7 separate regions of the Mus musculus genome follow, and all the other regions are linked to region 4. A link is a contact called in public Hi-C and HiChIP or PLAC-seq data. All regions are on one chromosome and are shown on one strand. Each heading gives the region's core, a stretch centred on a gene start, on an enhancer-like site or on the middle of the called end of the contact. The rest is flanking DNA. Distances are from core to core; before and after follow the strand shown. Region 1 has its middle 110 kb from the start of Gadl1. Region 2 holds the start of Cmtm8 (CKLF-like MARVEL transmembrane domain containing 8). Region 3 has its middle 59 kb from the start of D330037F02Rik. Region 4 holds the start of Stt3b (STT3, subunit of the oligosaccharyltransferase complex, homolog B (S. cerevisiae)). Region 5 overlaps Gm39448 (a long non-coding RNA gene). Region 6 holds the start of D330037F02Rik (RIKEN cDNA D330037F02 gene). Region 7 overlaps Cmtm8 (CKLF-like MARVEL transmembrane domain containing 8).

Evidence for each region. Hi-C and Micro-C count contacts between places; a contact is called where the count stands out from the background. HiChIP or PLAC-seq counts read pairs in DNA pulled down with a chosen protein or histone mark.
Region 1: an H3K4me3 HiChIP or PLAC-seq map of neural tube shows a contact between it and region 4, with 4 times the contacts expected there. The contact joins the enhancer-like site here to the promoter of Stt3b in region 4. A contact is called at or near these places in 2 of 39 promoter capture datasets (hippocampal neurons and second pharyngeal arch cranial neural crest), 1 of 484 Hi-C or Micro-C datasets (nephron progenitors), 5 of 115 datasets of contacts at active chromatin or transcription factors (bone marrow-derived macrophages, embryonic basal ganglia, embryonic forebrain and 2 more) and 1 of 9 other capture datasets (pancreatic islet).
Region 2: a contact with region 4 is called in a FOXA1 HiChIP or PLAC-seq map of pancreatic cancer cells. The contact joins the promoter of Cmtm8 here to the promoter of Stt3b in region 4. A contact is called at or near these places in 2 of 39 promoter capture datasets (the 3T3-L1 cell line and hippocampal neurons), 1 of 484 Hi-C or Micro-C datasets (embryonic stem cells) and 2 of 115 datasets of contacts at active chromatin or transcription factors (extraembryonic endoderm stem cells and pancreatic cancer cells).
Region 3: a contact with region 4 is called in an H3K4me3 HiChIP or PLAC-seq map of embryonic stem cells, with 10 read pairs. The contact joins the enhancer-like site here to the promoter of Stt3b in region 4. A contact is called at or near these places in 3 of 39 promoter capture datasets (HPC-7-derived erythroid cells, hippocampal neurons and liver), 3 of 484 Hi-C or Micro-C datasets (cortical neurons, embryonic limb bud and embryonic stem cells), 14 of 115 datasets of contacts at active chromatin or transcription factors (bone marrow-derived macrophages, craniofacial prominence, embryonic forebrain and 9 more) and 2 of 9 other capture datasets (embryonic stem cells and macrophages).
Region 5: a Hi-C map of double positive thymocytes shows a contact between it and region 4, with 2.5 times the contacts expected there. The contact joins the enhancer-like site here to the promoter of Stt3b in region 4. A contact is called at or near these places in 4 of 39 promoter capture datasets (embryonic stem cells, hippocampal neurons, liver and 1 more), 5 of 484 Hi-C or Micro-C datasets (B cells, Th17 cells, cortical neurons and 1 more), 16 of 115 datasets of contacts at active chromatin or transcription factors (T-cell acute lymphoblastic leukemia, acute myeloid leukemia, bone marrow-derived macrophages and 11 more) and 2 of 9 other capture datasets (embryonic stem cells and liver).
Region 6: a contact with region 4 is called in an H3K4me3 HiChIP or PLAC-seq map of neural tube, with 5 times the contacts expected there. The contact joins the promoter of D330037F02Rik here to the promoter of Stt3b in region 4. A contact is called at or near these places in 5 of 39 promoter capture datasets (the C10 cell line, frontonasal cranial neural crest, hippocampal neurons and 2 more), 5 of 484 Hi-C or Micro-C datasets (B cells, bone marrow-derived macrophages, cortical neurons and 1 more), 15 of 115 datasets of contacts at active chromatin or transcription factors (acute myeloid leukemia, bone marrow-derived macrophages, craniofacial prominence and 11 more) and 2 of 9 other capture datasets (embryonic stem cells and pancreatic islet).
Region 7: a contact with region 4 is called in a FOXA1 HiChIP or PLAC-seq map of pancreatic cancer cells. The contact joins the enhancer-like site here to the promoter of Stt3b in region 4. A contact is called at or near these places in 3 of 39 promoter capture datasets (the 3T3-L1 cell line, hippocampal neurons and pre-B cells), 5 of 484 Hi-C or Micro-C datasets (the G1E-ER4 cell line, the N1E-115 cell line, adipose-derived mesenchymal stem cells and 1 more) and 13 of 115 datasets of contacts at active chromatin or transcription factors (the 230-238 cell line, the SCID.adh cell line, embryonic basal ganglia and 10 more).

The regions. Positions count from the first base shown.
Region 1 is chr9:115,799,416-115,802,115 of GRCm38.p6, forward strand. No RefSeq gene overlaps it. Among named protein-coding and RNA genes, the nearest start is that of Gadl1, 110 kb to the right of the region's middle. Within about 2 kb of position 1,261, at least 13 of the 459 cell types and tissues checked have an H3K27ac peak or open chromatin away from gene starts, as enhancers often do. A contact at or near this core is called in neural tube, where this site is marked.
Region 2 is chr9:114,842,782-114,845,481 of GRCm38.p6, forward strand. It overlaps Cmtm8 (CKLF-like MARVEL transmembrane domain containing 8), which reads right to left and starts at 1,371. Exons shown (of 4, transcript NM_027294.2): 1 at 1,000-1,371. The coding sequence starts at 1,146.
Region 3 is chr9:115,723,027-115,725,726 of GRCm38.p6, forward strand. No RefSeq gene overlaps it. Among named protein-coding and RNA genes, the nearest start is that of D330037F02Rik, 59 kb to the left of the region's middle. Within about 2 kb of position 1,270, at least 12 of the 459 cell types and tissues checked have an H3K27ac peak or open chromatin away from gene starts, as enhancers often do. A contact at or near this core is called in embryonic stem cells and epiblast stem cells, where this site is marked.
Region 4 is chr9:115,309,066-115,311,765 of GRCm38.p6, forward strand. Stt3b (STT3, subunit of the oligosaccharyltransferase complex, homolog B (S. cerevisiae)) reads right to left here and starts at 1,403. Exons shown (of 16, transcript NM_024222.3): 1 at 687-1,403. The coding sequence starts at 991.
Region 5 is chr9:115,639,617-115,642,316 of GRCm38.p6, forward strand. The region is part of intron 2 of Gm39448 (a long non-coding RNA gene); the gene reads right to left. Among named protein-coding and RNA genes, the nearest start is that of Gm39448, 18 kb to the right of the region's middle. Within about 2 kb of position 1,340, at least 8 of the 459 cell types and tissues checked have an H3K27ac peak or open chromatin away from gene starts, as enhancers often do. A contact at or near this core is called in T-cell acute lymphoblastic leukemia and double positive thymocytes, where this site is marked.
Region 6 is chr9:115,664,454-115,667,153 of GRCm38.p6, forward strand. D330037F02Rik (RIKEN cDNA D330037F02 gene) reads left to right here and starts at 1,415. Exons shown (of 7, transcript NR_166686.1): 1 at 1,415-1,845.
Region 7 is chr9:114,809,430-114,812,129 of GRCm38.p6, forward strand. The region is part of intron 1 of Cmtm8 (CKLF-like MARVEL transmembrane domain containing 8); the gene reads right to left. Among named protein-coding and RNA genes, the nearest start is that of Gm23889, 27 kb to the right of the region's middle. Within about 2 kb of position 1,307, at least 21 of the 459 cell types and tissues checked have an H3K27ac peak or open chromatin away from gene starts, as enhancers often do. A contact at or near this core is called in pancreatic cancer cells and pre-B cells, where this site is marked.

The DNA.
Region 1 (2,700 bases), core at 11-2,510, 490 kb after region 4:
TAGCCTCTGTCATATGCTGAGGATTTCCTAAAGCTGCTCCATGGGAGAACAAATCCAAGATTTCCCTAGACACAGCTTAGCCACCACAGTGAGCCTGGGGGAGTCAGGCAGTGCTGCGTGGCACCTGTGCAAGTCACTCAGCGCCTGCTGCTTGGCAACCATGATGCCAGGTGAAGGTCCTCCTTCATTAAACAGAAAATCTTCAGGTAGGATAAAACAGCACTGACACAGTAAAACTGAGTGGTGAAGGAAAAAGAATCAGGGGGTGGGGGGAGATAGATTTATGAGCAAAGTGCTTGCTGTACAAGCACGAAGACCCAAGTTTGATCCCCAAGACCTGCAGGGTAAAGCTGCACATGGTGGCATGTGCCTATAATTCCAGAGCTGGGGGAGCAGAGACAGTGGGGTCCCTGACGCTTCCTGTCCACCACACACTATAGGCAAATAGGTGAAATTCGGGCTCAGTGAGAACCTTATTTCTAAAAACCAACTGGAAGGGAGATGGCTCAGCAGAAAAATGCACTTGTTCCATAAGCAATAGGACCAGAGTTTGAGTTCCCAGTACTCACAAAATCCCTAGATAGGTGTGGTGAGCTATCTGTAAGTAAGTGTGAGAGATGAAGGCTGGAGATGAAGCCTAGGGCAAGAGGCTGCCTGAATCAGTCAGCTCTGGATTCAAATGAAAGACCTTGCCTTGACATATAGAGTGGAGAGGGATTGAGAAGATGTCCAGTGTAAACCTCTATCTTATACACACACACACACACACACACACACACACACACACACACACATCAAAGTAGAGAGCAATTAAGGAAGAGACCTGATATCAACCTCTAATCTCAACATATATGTGTACACATTTGCATACTTACTCACATGCCTGCATACATACATGTACACATATACACCACACATACATAAACATATACACATATATGAGAGAGACAACCACCTGCAATTCTTCTTTATATAAGTTTTGGGCTTCCTTGTTCTGTTCATATTATTATTTTTTTAGTATTTTATCTCCTTATATTTGTTATTATGTAATATATGTACTAATAGTATGGTCACATGCTGTTACATAAATTATAAATATTGAGGATAGCTTCTATTATTGAATTCTTGTGCTTAGCACTTTTATTTCCCATGTCAGCTGATATTTAAAAATACTCTATGATGCTAATATAGTTTTTGCTGCTTGGAGGTTCGGGGAGATTTATGCTAAACTCATATGAAACCCCTTTTCTTAGGCGCTGCAGAGCTGGGTGCAAACACTTGGATAACTGCGATGCTTAAGCCCAGAGCCTTTCTCAGAGCTCTGTGCACACTGGCCCTTCTGCAGCCATCATCAGCCTTCACTTATCCCTCGCACAGTCTGGTTGCCTAGGAGAGTGAGGTCAAGGAGGCTCCCCACCATGAACCTGATTGTTTTTCAGTGTGTGACTGTTGGTAGCCAAGGACGACAGAGCTAGTGGCTGGAGGTAGTGGGCTGAGGGTCCCCAGATGTCTCAGAAACAACAGGAGGCAGCATGCAGCACCTGGTGTTTAAGAGACAGAGGCAGGCTTTAATCTTCGTTCATCTGCTGTGTGTGTTATCTTGAGCACATCGCTCTGCTCTCTGAGACTTGGTGTCCTCCGTATAGGAAACAGGAGTTAGTAATACCCATCTCGCTCTCCCTTCTAGGGTATTGTGATAACTGGGTGACTCAGCCGTGGGGGAACTACTTCATAATTATAAAGTTTTACACAACATTGGTTATTATTATTTTTTTTTAATCAGGGTTGATCAAGTGGGGAGAGACTGCCATGGAAGGAATAACATGCCAGAACAGGAGAAAGTGATCCCTAAAGATCACAACTTCTGCAAAGATTAGTGTTCTGTTACTGGGGCATGGGAGAGGGGGCGGGAACAGAATGGTAAGCCAAAGAGGAGGGGCAAACACTATGGAATCCAATTCTTAATTGTATGTTGGATTGGACCAGCAAAGAGAAACGTGGTCAGGACTTGAGCGAGTATGGAAGCACAGAATGCACATTCATTTATACCTTCAGTGAATTGTTTTAAAATGCCTACTGTGTGCATTGCAGCCATACTACTGGAAGAAAGTACTTAGACACTTTTCTATATGGAGTAATTTAGCTCTTTATTTAGCTACTTTGTATTTAGATAACTATTCAGAAAATGAAGATAAATCATGTGTTTGTTTTCTGACTTCAGAATTCCTCTGCATTTTTGTTTCTTACCGCTGTGTGCTGTGTGGAGAGGCCCGAAAGGAGGACTCAGGATGCAGGATGCTTTCACTGACTGACAGCTGGCTTGTTCTCTGCCTCTTGACCTTATACAAAGCACTTCTCTTCCCTAGACTCCAATTTCCCATCTGGATAGTGCTACAAACAAGACAACATATCCCATTTGGCAAGTGATGCACAGATGTTCATTGTGTGCTGTTGTAAGACCTGGTGGCTTGTGTTGGTTTGAGGCAATCCCCTGTCCATAGGTATTAGTTAGTTTTCTTGTCGCTGAGACTCAGCACCTTATGAAAATCACCTCAATGGAAGAATGGCTCATTTTGGCTTGTAGTTCAAGGGGATACAGTGTGTCACGGTGAACAAGGCATGTTGAGTCAGGAGCTTCCAGTCGCTGTGACCAGGAAGCAGAGTAGACAGGAACTAAGGTCAACTATTCAAACCTTAAGG
Region 2 (2,700 bases), core at 121-2,620, 470 kb before region 4:
ACTGTGGGAGTCGACGCTCCTTAGCAGGTAGGAGCAGGGAGCAAGAAAAGGGCAGACATAGGTTTGAATCTCAGCTCTGCCAACAAGTGTAAACTTCCGTCCAGTCTCTGACTCAGTTTCCTCGCGTGTAAAATAAGCTTACTTGCAACCACCTTCAAGGGAGAGCGCATCAGGGCCTACACAAACTTAGAAGCTCCTCCAGGACTGACACCCTGGTAGAGGGCGAGGACAATAGATAGTGGCCTCCACCAGTAGTCAACAGAACTCCAGGCGGAAGGCCTGGCTTCCCAGGAACAGCACGTACAAGTCCTGCCTCCCTCCCGGGCACTTGCCCAGCCCCCACCAGGATGTGCTCAGTCCGTACAGCGGCCCTCAAGGGCTTAAAGAGGTTGAGATTCTCAGATTTATTCAGGGAAATGTTCTTGATTCATCTGTATTTGACCACAGGAAGTTAATTACTCAGAAGTTCTCTCCTTTATAACTTTTAATAGGAAAACTTTTAAAACTGGGGGTGCGGCTCAGCGATAGAGCATCCGACTGGCACGTGAAGCTCTGAGTTCCAGACCAGCACTTTGGAAGGGTCAGTTTGATAACAAACAAACAAACAAACAAACAAAAACGTTGTTTTTTAGGGACCCCTGCACGTGGAGATCAGGTGAGGTAGGCCCTAAGTATTCCAGACACCCATTATCTATAAACGCCCACCAAAGTATCCGGCTCCCGGGAAAGACCACCATCCTTCGAATGAAAACAGCAAGCTGTGAGTTACCTCCCACAGCAGACATCCTGAGGGTCACAACCCTGGTTCCCAAGGGAGCCTCAGGTGAAAGAACCTGAATGTGAGTTTTGCACTTTACAAAGAAGTCGAAGCTCAAGAGTGTTCCCGGAGCCCGCGGGAAGACCGGAGCCAGCTCGGTGGGCGGAGCTGGAGGCGCGCGAGCTAGCCGAGTCCACCTGCCTCCCTCCGCCCGGCCCAGCCCGGCCCGGCCCGACACTTACGATCTCGGCTACGATCAGGAGCCCCGGCGGGGTACGGAGGAACTCTCGGTCGTAAGCGAAGCTGCTGCTGGTGGTGGAGAAGTTCTCCGCAAAGGAGCTGGTAGTGGTGGTGACCGTGTGCGAGCGCGCGCGCTGCTGCTCTTCCATCGTCGCCCCGGGAGCTGGCCCGGGTCCCCGAGGACCCTACCCCCACCCAATGAGTTCCCTGGGCTCAGGATCGCGGGCCAGGGAATCGCGGATGATGGGAGGCGGGCAAACCCGGGTGATCTCCAGGGTCAGGTCCGCAAGTGTCCCAACACCTCGGCGAGCGCACTCTGGGTCTGCTCGGAGACCCGGGAACGGGATCGCTGGCGACCGGTGGCAGTGGACTGCGGGGGAGGGGAGAGAAGAGGAGGGGCGTAGACTGGGCGGGTGAGGGCGGGCACTCCAGGACCTCCCCTCGGGGGCGCCGCCGCGCGGCCACAGCACCTGTCTCCCAGGGACTGAGAGCTCTCGGGGGTGCAGGGACGCGTACCGGATCGCTAAGGGTGAGCGGCACCTCCTGGTCACACTCCTTCTAGCTCGAGCCACAATTAGGCTCCGCCCACCTAGGGCCACCAGACTTGGACCAGCTTCCTCCCACCTGGCTGGACTAGCAGCAGGGCCTCTTAAGGAAACTCAGGCCTCTAGGGACGTGGCCGCTCCAGGACTACAGGCGGTTGGGGGAGGGAGGCTAGAATTGTGACCTAACCAGACCTTAAACCAGGGATCGATGTGAGGCCGCTTGGACAGCCCTCACCCACTCCGCTGCAGCCGTCACCAAAGCCGGCGCTGTTTCCTGCCCCTCCTGTCCGGAACAATTTGAGGAACCAACTTAATCGCCGGGGAGTGAGAGCGAGAGGCTTCTAGGCGCTCTCCACAACTTTGGCGGAGACTAGCTGGATTGTGGAGAGGAAGATGGAAAGTGGGGGAGATGTTCGGGATTCCTGGTCAAGATGTATCAATATGACAGATCTCATTAGCTTTGGGGGGGGGGGGGCTTGTTTCAAACTTGAATGGAACCGTCTGTGCAAAGTGATGTTTATGACAAGCTAGTTGTGCTTCCCGGGGTCAGGGAGGAGGGGTGGACATCTCCTTGCGTGGGCAGCTGTGTGCCAGTCAGGTGAGTGCTGCGCAGAACCCTGGGTACTTGTGTAATTAGCATGAAGTTATTGGTTCTGCTTTACTGGACCTCAGTGCTACCACCCGTGTTTCAAGACGGACTTTGATGGACGATGGACATTTGGCTAAAATGATCTGCTTCCATGTGCCTGTCCTCCTCTTGTTTTGTGAAGAGTGACAAGAGACAATTCATCTGAACCCACCAAGTGGGCTTTGATTCGAAGTGAAGGCATATCAGATTTTAAAAGTTGTCAGAAAGTGTATCCTATTGGTGGATCCGAAAAGAAAGCACAAAGAACAAGCTAATAGAAGGAGTTAGTTTATGGGAGATGGTGGCTCACACATTTAATCCTAGCACTCAGGAGGCAGAGGCAGGCAGATCTCTGAGTTCCAGACCAGCCTGGTCTACAGAGTGAGTTCGAAGACAGCCAGAGATACACAGAGAAACCCTGATTTGAAAAAACAAACAAACAAACAAACAAACAAAAACATCTTTTTAACCTGGGTGGTGGTGTTGCAAGCCTTTAATCCTAGCCTGGAGAGGTAGAGGTTTGAGGCCAG
Region 3 (2,700 bases), core at 20-2,519, 410 kb after region 4:
AGCCCCTTAATGAGATATTGTATTGATGGCTCCTCCCTTCTCTGCTTATAGATCCTCACTGTCAAACCTTCTCTGCTTTTCTAAACTCTAAGTCAGAACATTGTAGCTGCTTGCTTTCTTTCCATCTCTTTTCCAGATGCCAGCTGTTAGCATTCTGTCTAAGCTCTGCCCCACAGTTACCTGGCAACAGCCAGGTAGGCCTGACTTACTATAAAAGGGGCTGCTTGCCCTGTCTTGCTCTCTTGCTACTGTCTTGCTCTTTCCCTGCTTTCCTTTTCCCCTCTCTCTCCATGTGCCCATGGCCGGCCTCTACTCCTCTACTCTTCTACTTATCTACTTCCTCTCTCTGCTTCTACTACCCTCTTAACTCCCCTCCTCATGCCCTGAATCAACTCTATACTATACTGTCATGTGGCTGGTCCCTCAGGGGGAAGGGATGCCTTGCCATGGGACCACTTAGGCACCCCCTTAAAACCAGGCTGGCCTTGAACTCAGAGATCCACCTGCCTCTGCCTCCCAAGTGCTAGGATTAAAGGCGTGCGTGACACCACTGCCCGGCTCTTTATCTCTTTATACAAACACAGCACCAGCTACAAACATAAGCATGCTTTCTTACTCTTCTGAATCTTTAAGTCCCAGGCAGCTCCTTTCTGCCCTTCATTGCTGAGCCTGCTTACTCTCTTGGATTCCAAAGGTACAGATAGATAGCTCTCTCGGATCCCTCCTTCCAATGCCTGCTGGGATTTTTCGCCTTGCTTTTCCAGTTGTTTTCTCTCAAGGTCTAATGAAATGCTCCTTGAACTTCCTTCTGATTTTGTTTTTAAATTCTCTCAGTAATAAGACAACCCATACCAGGAAATCTCAAATCCCAGGTAACTTTACCTGATAAGCACAAAGATGCCAGGCCAGTGCAGGTTGGCCATAAAGGCAACCTTCGCAGTCTCAGAGTTCTGGCCAGTCTGTCAGTCCACAGAATCTATAATTCACACAGGACTTTCTCAGATCACTTCTGTTCATAGCTCCCAGGAAGGGCCTGCACAATTCTCTTGGTGTCAAATTTTTGTTTGTGAACAAATGTGAGTTAGTTAAGGCTGTATTACCTCTGAGAAGGAGAGCTATATAAATGCTAATTACCCCTGGGCAAAGTTAATCTCCTATTTACCACTTAGGGAATTTCCTTTTCAATCCATCTGTAAAGGAGAGAAAAGAGCCTATTGTTATTCTGCCCTATGTTAATTATAATGAGATAGAACACAAACACGAAAGAAAGGGAAGAAGCTGCAGGGGGTGGAGGCATAGACAGCCCCTGGGTTTGACTGATGGGACTATAAATGGGTATGGCTAGCATCCTGTCTCCAAATTCCCTCTTAGAGGCGTTTATCCTCCAGAAAAGCTATGTCAGGCTTCATGAAGGTGAAGAGGACAGGAGCTAGAAGCTGGCCTGGCAGTTCAGGAGAGTTGGGAACATCATTGTTTCAGTTCTGGGCAGAAATCAGAAAGGCAGTCTGGTTCCTACCCTGGTTCCTATCCTTAATATCTTTCTTGTTTTTATCCAAATTAAGTATCCTCCCTGCCTAGAAGTTACAAGTGACGCTGTGACCGATATGGAGAGGCACCTAGATACCTCGTGGGCTGGCTAATGGGACAAGCTGCTTTCCTCTTCAGGCCCCATGCAAATTTCTTCTTGAGCCATACGAAAATGTACTGGATTCACAGCTCCACATCACCCCAGTTTTGGGTTTCTGCTTCTGCCTTGCTTTTGTTCGCTTATGCTCATATAGTAATCTCTGTAGTCATTGGAGAGAAAGCTCAGTGGCTAAGAGTTCATACTGTTCTTGCAGAGAACCTGAGTTTGCTTCCCAGCACCTGTACCAGGATTCTTATGCTTGTCTGCAAACCCAGCTCCACGGAATCTGACACTTCTGGTTTCCAAGGGCACCTGCACATATGTGTCCACACCCACACATACACATGTGATTAAAAATAAAATAAATAATTTAAAAGCTCCTTTCAAGTTCACAATCCTACTGTTTCTGAAATTCACTTTTTGAGTCTATAAGACAAAGAATCCAGAAATTCCTGGCTTGGGGTAGTTCTGGTGGCTGTTGATTGTCCCGTGCCCTTATACTGTGACAGGGAAAGATGGTTCAGAGCTTCCTCTGTTTTGTATTCTTGCTGAGGCCGTCTCAGGTTTAACTAGAGTTTGAGATCCTTGATGGAGAATCCCATGGAAAATTGTCAAACTCTGTTCCAAGAACCCAAGGTTAAGATGCCCCTGCTAACTTATCTTAGCTTCCACCAAACTGCCTGCTTGTTCAGAAGAACCCCCGCCTGCAGCTAACTGCTTATTTTAGCTTCTGTCAACTTGCTTGCTTGTGTGAAGCACACCCCCACCACACACACACAGACTCCCCCTGCTGCTGCTGAGCAAGATGGTAGGAAATGGTGGTTTCTGTTTGCCTTAAAAAAAACCCTGTGCTGTGAACACTCAGTGCTATACTTAGGACCTGAATACCCGAGTGTAGTCCCAGATGGCTGGAATAAAGACTTTCAATTGGTTATAAGCAGTGTCAGAGTGGTCATCTCTGGTGTGCTCCCTATAACATTATCCCCAGTCATGCTCACTTCAGGCAAGAGAGAACATCTCCATCACTTCAAGGGACCCCTCCCCCATATCACCAAAGTGTTGATCTTAGCATG
Region 4 (2,700 bases), core at 153-2,652:
ACTGTGGTACGGCTTGCTCTCTTCTCCACAGACCTTCCAGCAGACACCAATAAAAGAACTCATGCAACCCAGTCGGATATTGTAGCAACAACGAGGGTGAGAGTTCAGCTAACAGAAAAACGATCTCGCTCTAAAAAGCAACGCAATACAACTGTGCAAATAGTGTGGCGAGCTGAGAGCACTTAAGGGCCTTAGGGGGGAAAGAGACACTCCGGAAAATACCTGGTGCTGGAAAAACACGAGGCGCTACCACTGCGCTCGCTTTCGGGATAATATTTTCCCCCCCTACATTCTAACACTCCACTCTCCCGGAAAGAAAGCATGAAACTGCGAGGCTGAGCGGACAAGGGGTTCCAGTCACCACCAGCAGCCAGAAGGCAATCCCGGGGCTGCTCCGATGGCAGGAAGGAGAGAAATGAAATAAAATGCAACAAGGCGCAAAGCTGCGGCGGAGAGGGCGTGGGGAAGGGGGCCCCCGGAGCAAGCCGGGGCGCGGCGGCGAAGAGGCGCCGCGCGGAGCCGGCCCACCCCGGCGGCCGAGGACCCAGGCTCCGCTCCCAGGCAAACTTCGCCAAGCGGGCAGGGGGCGCGCCCGGCCCGGCCCGCGGGAGACCGGGTGGGATCCGAGGGGCTCCAGACAAACGGGGACCGCGGGCTGCCTGCGGGGGAAGGGCGGGCACACTCACCACGGGTCGAACTCGTGGATGATGCTCTCGAAGCGGATGACGGCGAAGAGGCGCGAGCTGAAGCCGGCCAGCCAGGCCAGGAAGAGGATGGTGAAGGAGAGCAACGACTGCCACCCGGCCGGCTGCGACAAGCCCCCGGACAGCCCCGCGGGGGGCCCCGGCTTCGGCGCCGCCGCCCTGGACGCGCTCTGGGTTCCGGGCCCATGGTGCCCGTGGCGGCTGTTCCCCAGAGCCATGAGGCCGCTCCACGGGGACGAGTTGAGGGACGACTTGTGCTTGCTCTCCGGGGCCGAGGGCTCCGCCATGTTGTGCCCCGGCGGCGGGTCTCGCTCGTCCTCCGCGGCCACCGCCGCCGCCTGGAGCGAGGGGTGCTGGGCGGAGACCCAGAGGAGGAGGAGGAGGGCGACGGCGACGACAACGAGGAGGAGGAGGAGGCGGAGGCGGAGGAAGAGCTGGGCGCGCTCCCGCCCTCAGCACCGCGAGGCCGGGACACTGGGGGTGGTGGAGGCGGCAGCGATCCGAAGTCTCCGCCTCAACAGTGGCCGCGACCGTCGCGGTCTCAACCCAAAAGGCCCCTGCGCCCCACTAGCCATCCGTGTCCCCCGTGCGGCTGAGGAGGCGGCGGTGGCGGCGAGAGCCGACGGGACGAGGGCGCCAGAGGAGCGGCGGCTCGGAGCGGCAATGACATTCCCCCGCCCGCCCAGCCGCGAGGAGCACAAAAGGGGAGGAGCCCCCTGGAGTCCGGGCGGAGCTCAGGCAACCTTTGACTCCGCCCCCTCGCCCAACAGGAACTGGCCCCTCCGCCTGTCACAGAGCGACAGGTCCGTTAAGGGGCGGGGCCGGAATGGCGGCGTGCGCCAATAGGAGCGCGAGCGGGGCCTTGGGCGGGGCTTCGGCTGAATGGCCCTCCACCCCCTCCGCCTCGCGGCCTCCCGCCTATTCGCCGCCGGCCGTGGCTACGATTTCATTGTCAGTTGAAAGACGCGGTTTCGCGCGCGAGCCCGTTCGGGGCCCTGGGGAAGGGCACCAGGAGGTTCGGCTCGCTTCCCCGCGCGGATTCCGACTCGAGCAGCAGAAGGTCCCACGTCCCAGTCGACCGAAGGAACAGAGAGCACGGCTTGGCCGGGTGCTCGGCGGCCGTGACTTTTAACCCGCTCAGCGCGGGGCGCCCGCCACGTGACGGGGCGCGCAGGCGCGGTGCGGGGCCCTAGGCGCGTGGGTCCAGCCGCTGTGCTGAACGTGCCAGAGTGAGTGGCTGGGTCGCTACATTCTCTGTCCCCGCCCTGCTGCTCTGAAAACTTGGAGTGGGCAGATGTCGTCCGAGCTGCAGTAAGATGTAGCCAGGCGGACACACACATAAATGTCACATTCTTTTTGCTGTGTTCTCCAGGACTTTTTTTTTTTTTTTTTTTTTTTGCAGCTCAATCTTTTGACTGCAAGAATTCATTATTTACACCTGCCTACGTTCCGTCACCAAATTAACTTTTCCTGGACTGTATTAGCTATTGCCCAATTTTCACTCTAGCCAACTGAAACGTAGGAACTTTTCCTTGTCTGGGGCAGTTTGCTTGTACCTTCTCCTTCCTCCACAACTAGCTCCGCCCATCCCCAAAAGGACAAAAGTCAGAACTAAAGATCCGGAGGGTCATTGCAGTGTTAGAAGCCCTCTTGGCAGGTACAGAGGTTAATGTAGAAACAAGGGCCGGCTAATATTTCACTGGTTTCTCGTGTACATTCACAACTGTCCATCTTGTTAGGGAACACCAGAATCTTTAAAATGTGTGTAAAGATTAAGTCCTGTAAATTTGCAAAATAAAATTATGTTCCGTTGCTCATTGTCAAAGGTTAGGTAAATGAACAAATGTACCTAACTAATAGGCTCAGCCACTCCCAACCTGGTGATTAACTTTGCCGGTTTCCTTATAAAAATAAATAGACTCTCATCAGGGAAAATGAACAGCTTCCATAAATAGACCTCCTCACCACCATTTTAATATCCAACATTTATTAAACA
Region 5 (2,700 bases), core at 90-2,589, 330 kb after region 4:
AGTCACTGAAAAACAAAATAAAACAAAACACCCAGGACATTTCATCTTGTCTTATGGGTTTTGTAGCTTAAATTTCAAGTCTAAGACCATGGTGGGGTGGATATGTGTCCCTTAGATCTTTTACAAGTGGCTGCCTCTGTCTTGGACATTCAAGATGCTTTTGGTCTGATTCAGGCTCCGTGCTCCATATTCCCATGATAAACAAAGGCAGCATTTGAGGAGGTTCACCTCTGAGTGGTGGTGGTGGTTGCTTTAAATTAAACTTGCTAATCAAAGGTTTGGGACCTAACAAAGGATGCTTCATCGAATAATTGGCTGCAGAAATTGAGTTTGATAGAAGGATTTTTTTTTCCTCCCAGTTCCTAAGTCCTGTGGTACATTATGTGAATGGGAGGGGGCCAGAGGAAGGAGGAGAGGAGAAGGCCTTTTCAGAGTCATGCAGTTAAGTCATTCATTTGTACTGGTTGTCTATCCTGCCGTAGGTGCCAACACCCTCATCTGTGACACCATGGAGGAGGGGAAACTGCATTCTATTTTTGTGCCCTTTTCCCCTTGAGAACTTACATCTTCATCTAAAAGCAATCAGGTGGGCCGGTGAAAGGACCAGAAAAAGGATGGCTTTTAATAGCTTCTGGGATCAAGATTCTCACTAGCTCCTTAAAGGCTGCCTTGCACTTCTGTGATGTCTAATGTGGTATTTTCCAGTTCCACCTGTATGTTTTAATTTTTTTCTCCCTTTTCTGATTAAAAGAGAAAGCCTCAAAGGACAGTAGGGTATCTGGAGGTGGTGTAATTAGTGGAGACAGTGCTCTTCAAAACGTCACCCAATTCATCCCGTTAATTACGGTAGCTGCCCTCCATTACTAAGCCTACAGTCTCCATCTGCATAAGTCCCTGGGAAATTGTCTCTGCACAGAGCAGTGTGTGTTGCCCACTTGGAAATGCTAGGGGTTAATTGACTCTAGCCCCCCCCCCATCCCCACCCCTATGCTCTCCCATTGATTTTCTGGATACCATGGAGCTGGAGTGCTTTGCTGGAAGATGGACAAGACCATCAGAATCAGGCACAGAAACCCAGTGCTAAGGGTCTTTGTATACACTAACCTGAGAGAGGCAGGTGCAGGGTCCAAACTAGGGTCAAAGTAGCAGAAACCAAGATCAACACAAGCAAAATGTGGAAGAGGCAGGAGATGATGTCTTAAGATGAAGGAGAGGACTTGGGAGTTGGTGTTGTTGCTGGATAGAGACCCAAAGGCCCAAACGATCTGTGCTAAGCTGCCTGGAGCGAAATACTTCTCACAGAGCAGCCTCAGGTGCACTTTACAGGAAGCTCTTAATTCAAAGGACATAGAAAACCCACATCCCCACATCCTGGGTGGCAGCTGCAGGGGGGAGTAAAGCAGCAAGTAGTTTAACAGAAGCCAAAGCAAGCAGTTAGCTGGGGCATTTCCATGCTGAGTTTGTAGAACAGTGTTGGGTTAGACTAAAGATAGCTCTGGCTAAGACAAGATGGAGGAACCTTTGTCCTCTCACAGTGTCAGGACTTGGAGTCCAGTGTCACCTGAGGATATTGTAGCCCAGAGGTGATCAGCCTCTAGGTCTTAATGACATCACCCATGATTCCAGACAATAAATGGGAAGCTGGGTAGCTAAAAGCTGGCAGGGTCTCTGTGAGGGGGAGGGGTGGGGCGGGTCAGAGTTATCGTGTTCCTAGCCCTGCCTCATAACAGTTGGTTCCTAAGAGGGACTTCCCTAAGGTTTTGAGACTTGGGGCTCCATGGGCCGTTTTTCTCCAATAAACCAATTAAGTGATACACAATTACTAATGGAAGGCAGGAAAGGGGGATTTATTCATTGTGACCACATTGGCAAGCCAGACAGAGAGATCTAGTGAGTCCTCAAATGAATCTTCAGGGTCCTGAATTGGGACTGACATTTAAATTGGAGGCCGAGGATTTTATGTACAAATAAGCAGTCCAGATCAAGGTGTGGCTCCACCCACCACTGGCCATCATTGTCTGGGCTTCTGTCTTGTCCTATAAGGCAAGAACCCTATTAGTTCTTTTTCTTGGAGATAAGTTCCCCTCGGGCTGGTCCTGGGCTTCAGTCTTTTCTTCCTCCCAACATGGCATTCCTGAGAAATTGCAATTTCTTAGTGTCCGTTGTTTCAACAACCTGATCGTCAGAGGGGAAGGCATGGGGTCTCTTTGAAGTGTCTGCATTGCTGCCAGGAGGACTATTTGGTTACAGGATGGCAGATGCGTGTCCTGGGTTTGCCTGTGTGTATGTATTGGGGCAGGGGCCTCTGCTCACAGTCCTAAGCAGAGCTCATCACAAGTAAGTGGCTGGGATTTATTTTAATTCCTGGAAGAAGTCACTTTGGGAAAAGAAGGAATTTGGAGTGAAGTAAGCCAGAGGGATAAGATTTGCCTTAAAATCTAGATATGAGGGAATAATTAGCTCCTTGACACAAAGACAGAAGAAAGTTTTATTATCTCTACACAGTAAAAGGAAGATGTGGAATTTCAGTCTCACCAAGATGGTCTCTGTTTACAAATTCCTTGCTGGTCGCCTGAACAAAGAAAGCTATTGCATTGTTACTGTGTTCTGGGAAAGCATCCATCAGGGCACACCCAGAAAATGGTGCAGTTCACACACGATGCTGTCTCCCTGGGCTCTGATTTTCTGGTCCTCAGGTCA
Region 6 (2,700 bases), core at 165-2,664, 360 kb after region 4:
GGGTACACACAAGGAAGTGACACAATCCAATTTATGTTTGCAAATGTCCAGGTGTGCATCCAGACGGAAATCTGGATGGACCAGAGTGAGGGAGAAGGGAACTTAGGGGACAGGTGTAGGAGCAGAACTCAGGCAGCTCCTGGTGGGTTCTTGGTGGCACAGCATTGGCAGGACTGAGGCAGAGGAAAGGTGGGAATGACGGCTGGTTCTCAGCCTCTGCTTGGGACCTGAGTGGGCGCTGCTGCATTGACTGAGATGCCGTGCTTAGGGTACTTACTGCAGGGGAAGAGTGGTATTTTTGTTTGAAACAATGTCAGCCATGCTTTCTACACGTGACATCTCAAGTGTCACCCAGGCAGAGACGTCTGGAGGTGTGTGGATTTGGGGCTCAGACCCAGAGCAGAAATAGGGTTGGTGGGGAACCCCAGGGAACTTACCTGATCTCACAAGGGAAAGTTGATTCCTATTTTATGCTCCTTTGTAGTCCACGTGGATTTGAGTCATGGCATAATTAAATCTTTTTTCACCTGTGTGTGTGTGTGATATGGTATCCTCTGCTATGTATGTGTGTGCTGTGTGTGTGTAAGACAGTGTGTACCACTGTACTGCTATGGTGCTCAAAAGACAGCACGGGATCAAGTCTTCACCTTCTACCTTGTTTACAGTGGGGTCTTTCCTGTCACCACAGCTGACTCCAGCCGAACTGGTCCGTATACTTTTGGCAATTCTCATGTTTCCGCTTCTGGCTTTTCTCATGGGGTGCCCTGGAGTTGGAGGCTGGTAAGCCCCTTTGTTTGGCTCTGTGTATGGGTTCTGGGTATCTGAAGACAGGAGTCAGGCTGTGCAGCAAGTGCTTTGCCCATGGAGTCATCTCTTCAGCTCCTTTTTGCTATTCTTAAACAAATCTGTCTCACTCAATTAGTCTGGGATATCATGGAGAATAAGGTAGCTGACAAAGTGCCTGTACATCGCATGACTCATTAGTTTTGTTAACCAGATGAATGGATTTCCTTTGAAAAGGAAAATATAGAACTTAAAAAAAAAAACAGCCTTTTGAGTCAAAACCTCCTATTCAAACAGATTTTCACAAAATGTTCTGCAGATTCCGGTAACAAGTCAATAGGATGAAGGAGGGCCGCTGCAAACAAATAGATCAAAGTCTGTTTCCAGGATGTCCCCCTTGCCTCCTGACAGTGAGCAATGGCTAACTCTGAGCTGGGTGCCTCCACACCAAAGGAACCCTCCTTTGGGAGCCTCCCACAGACGATCACTTCAGTGCACATCCTGGTCTGTGTCAGAGCAACAGGAGCTTGCAGATTTCCACTTTGAAGGAAATGAAAGGCAGACAAGGGAATTGGCTCCTCTCTCCAGCTTCCTGTTTCCCATGCCTCGCACATCCTCCAAAGTGAGATCTGTTTTGGAGTCAAGAGAAAGCATAGACTGCACAGGGCCAAGCTTCCTCCCACTGCCCACTGATGAGCAGATTTGAGGGAGGCCCAGGGACTGTAGTGTGAGTAGTGATAAGACAAAGTCACCCTCCACACTGTCACCCTCTATATTGTCACCCTCCATGCTGTCGCCCTCCAGGAAGTCACCCTCCACACCATCACAGGCACATTCTCTTAATCTTTTTTGGTGTTGTTTGTTTGTTTGTTTGTTTGTTTTTCAAGACAGGGTTTCTCTGTGTGGCCCTGGCTGTCTTGGAACTTGCTCTGCAAACCAGCGTGACCTTAAACTCAAGAGATTCTCGGGTCTGCCTCAGCCTCCGGAGTTCTGGGATTAAAGGTGCTGCACCACCACCACCTGGCACCTTATAATCTTTTAAGAACTGGACTCAGGAAAAAGGTAGGTCCTTTGCTGCCATATGGGAAAGAATTTCAGGACAAGCTGGTCCGAAGCAGAGATTTTGTTTTGTTTTGTTTTGTTTTGTTTTGTTTTGTTTTGTTTTGTTTTGTTTTACCATGGGAGTTAAGACAGTGAGAGAACTCAGAGGAAGACTAAGACAGACCCAAGTGTGGACATGGGGTTCTTAGGAGAGAGCTGGAGTTAAGTGTCTTAGGACGCCATGTTGCCCATTTTGGTGGGCACTCAAGTTACATCTCACAGGAATGCTAAGAAACCTTTTCTTACCTCCTTTTAAACAAATGTACTTAGAGGATGCCTGACAAGGTGACATAGAATGGGATTTTTAATCTGGTACTGTAAAACCAGGAGCCATTACAAAAGGGATTAGGAAATGTCCTCTTACTGTGAATGGGGTTCCCGTGAGAGTCCTAGGAAACTGTAGGTCAAGAGCTTGACTGCAGAGAAAGGCTTTGCAAATGGTAATTGTTCGCGAATCCTCAACACTCTAGAGACTTCAGGAGACTCTGGAGTGAGGCTTTCTTTCCCTACCCCCACACCCCTAAATTCCTGTCTTTCTATTCTTCCTCAAGAGGAAGGCACCATGCATGTGCATGAACTTAGGTACCAGCAAGCATGGGTTCCTTTCCTGGCATCTGTAGAAATATACTGTGGACCCCATTACAACACATGCAGAAGAGTAGATGAGAGTACCTAGTCTTGTTTGACCACTACCCTAAAGCTGTTACTATTTCCTTTCTATTTCAGTTTATAGTTTAACAGTTTGTAAACTTTATATAAGAAAACTTGCAAATAAATGAGAACATTGTATACCAAAGTTGACCCAAAATCAGTGCA
Region 7 (2,700 bases), core at 57-2,556, 500 kb before region 4:
AGCCCTGGCTCAATTCCCCAGCACATCCACAATGAGACGTAACCCAAAACGGAAGCCCAAAGACCCTTCCTTCAGGATTCACTTTCTGTCAGGATATTTTATCATAGCCAGATGTTTCATGGGGCAAAGCCACAGGACCCAGCTGATCACTTTGCCTCAGTCCCGCAATGTCTACCAGGTCTGACTTCTTTTGGGGGTCAGAAAGAGGACCAACATTTTCTTTTCTGAGTCTCATGTATCTCTAGCTGGTCTGAATCTCAATGTGTAGCCAAAGATGATCTTTAAATTTAGATCCTCCTGCCTCCACTTCCAAGGTGCTGGGATTGAATTACAGGGACACCCCCTACACACACACCTCTGCCCTGCTGGGGATCTAACCCACAGCTTTGTGTATACTACACAATCACTCTACCAAATGAGCTATAACCCAGTCCCCAAAATAACTTTTTAAGACGTAATTAATTAATTAATTAATTATATAGTGTTTTGCCTGCATGTGTACCTGCAGGCCAGAAGAGGGCACCAAATCTCACTATAGATGGTTATGAACCACCATGTGGTTGCTGGGAATTGAACTCAGGACCTCTGGAAGAACAGCTGGCACGCTTAACCTCTGAGCCATCTCTCCAACCCCTCCAAATTCTTTATTTGAAAGAATGGTTCAGTAGTTAAAAGTGGGTGTTGCTTAAGTAGAGGATCTGAGTTTGGTTCCCAGCACCTACTTTGGACTGTTTACAATGTCTCTAACATCAGTTTCAAGAGAGCCAACATTTTCTTTTGTTTGTTTGTTTTTTGTTTTTCGAGACAGGGTTTCTCTGTATAGCCCTGGCTGTCCTGGAACTCACTCTGTAGACCAGGTATGCACCAGCACACCCGGCTGAGATCCAACATCTCTCTCCCCTGGGTACCACATCCACATGGCACACAGCATGCATGCAGCCACTCACACATACATATACAATAAAAATCTTTAAAACAAAACAAAATATTGAGGTGCACACCTTTAGCAGTCAGATCTGTATGTGTTTCAGGCCGGCCAAAGCTACATAGTGAAACACTGTTTCAGAAAGATAGATATAGATATAGATGATACACAAACACACACACACACACACACACACACACAGATATAGAGAGCCAAAATAAAAACCTGTGCTACACAAAGCTACCCTTCAAAGACAGCTTTGAAGGAAATATTTAATATACTTGAAATAAACATATTTGCCGTTAAGGGATCTCCCCCTCCTCCTCTTCCTCCAGCAGTCACAGGGGACTTAGATGGTCAACATTTATCCTCCTGGGGATGGTAGTTTTTATCCACTAGCCCAAAACCAACGTATTGATTCTTTGCTTTGTGGGGAAGATTAAACACGTGAGTCACTTCAGTTTTCATGTGTGAGCACAACGATTTTCTTTTCCTCATAAGCTTCCTGGAAGCTTGTTATTTACCAAGTTTCAATGTGTCTCCCTGAGTCAATGGTATGAGCTGCTAACTTTTCTCTGCTGTGTAGAGACTTTATCTAGCGTGCCGCTGTAGCAGAGTCCCCTGGTCTGCACTGTTATCGGCAGCAGGAAAGCTAACATGTAACTAAGTCAGAGGAATCCTTCCTCCTCATCCCATGTGTGCCTCTGGGCAAACACCAAGCGCCGTAATAACCCCCGCAGCCCTTCAGCAATTGTTTCTGGCTACTGACTCCAGACAAATATTTGCCTTGGAGGATTTGTATAGAAAGAGAGAGGCACGGCTTCCTTTGGTCCTATAGCGAGTCGAATCATCTAGCAACCACGAGTACTCCTCACCCGTTCCTTGCAAACGAGGAAAGAAGCGGCAGTGAGGGTCTACAGAGATCTGACCTGACACATTGTTTCCTTTATGCTTCTTCTTTCCCCAGCCCTCCTCCACCGAGAGAGCAACAGGAAGCCTAGTAGATCATCAGGGGATGATGGGTCCTTGGGGGGGTGGGGGGAAGCTGTAAAGAAAAGTCACTCATGGGAGCGGTGGAAATATCTTAGTAAGAGGAGCGGTTGCCTCTCAAAAGGCCCGACTTTGATCCTCGGCACCTACGTAAGCATTCGGATGTGGTGAGGTTCGATTGAAAAGGCGAGGTGTATGGCTCCAGGGGAACAACACTTGATGAAGTTGTCCTCCAGTCTCCACATGCACTCATATGCATGCACACGCATTCACGCACGCACACACACGCATGCATGCATGCACGGACGGACGCATGCACGCACGTCATTCATAGGATCATGTAGAACCCCATGGACTTTATTAAGTCCTTGTCATAAGACCCTATGTGACCGAGTTTGCAATACTAATTTGGGATAATCTATTATCATATGCCATGTAATGTGAATCCCACCAGACACACAGTGTAGCACATGCTATAGTTTTGCTAAGCCGAATAACAGAAGCCTCAACACAGCCTCTCTAAAAACATCTTGACTTATTTCTCTATCAGGTAAAGTCTTTTGCCTGAAGTGATCCAGATATTCAAGACACAGGACACTGGAGTTGATTCAGCCTCAGACAAAAGGCTGAGAAGAAAAGTGTGAAGGGCGATCTGGGCCTCACTGTGGGTGTCCGGGATGTTAGCTCCTTCAGTCCCTTCACAGAGCACCCTGGTTCTTGGGAGATGTACCCAAAGCTGCTTAGGGAGGAAGGACTAGGTGCCTGCAACTCTCTGTTATTAAACA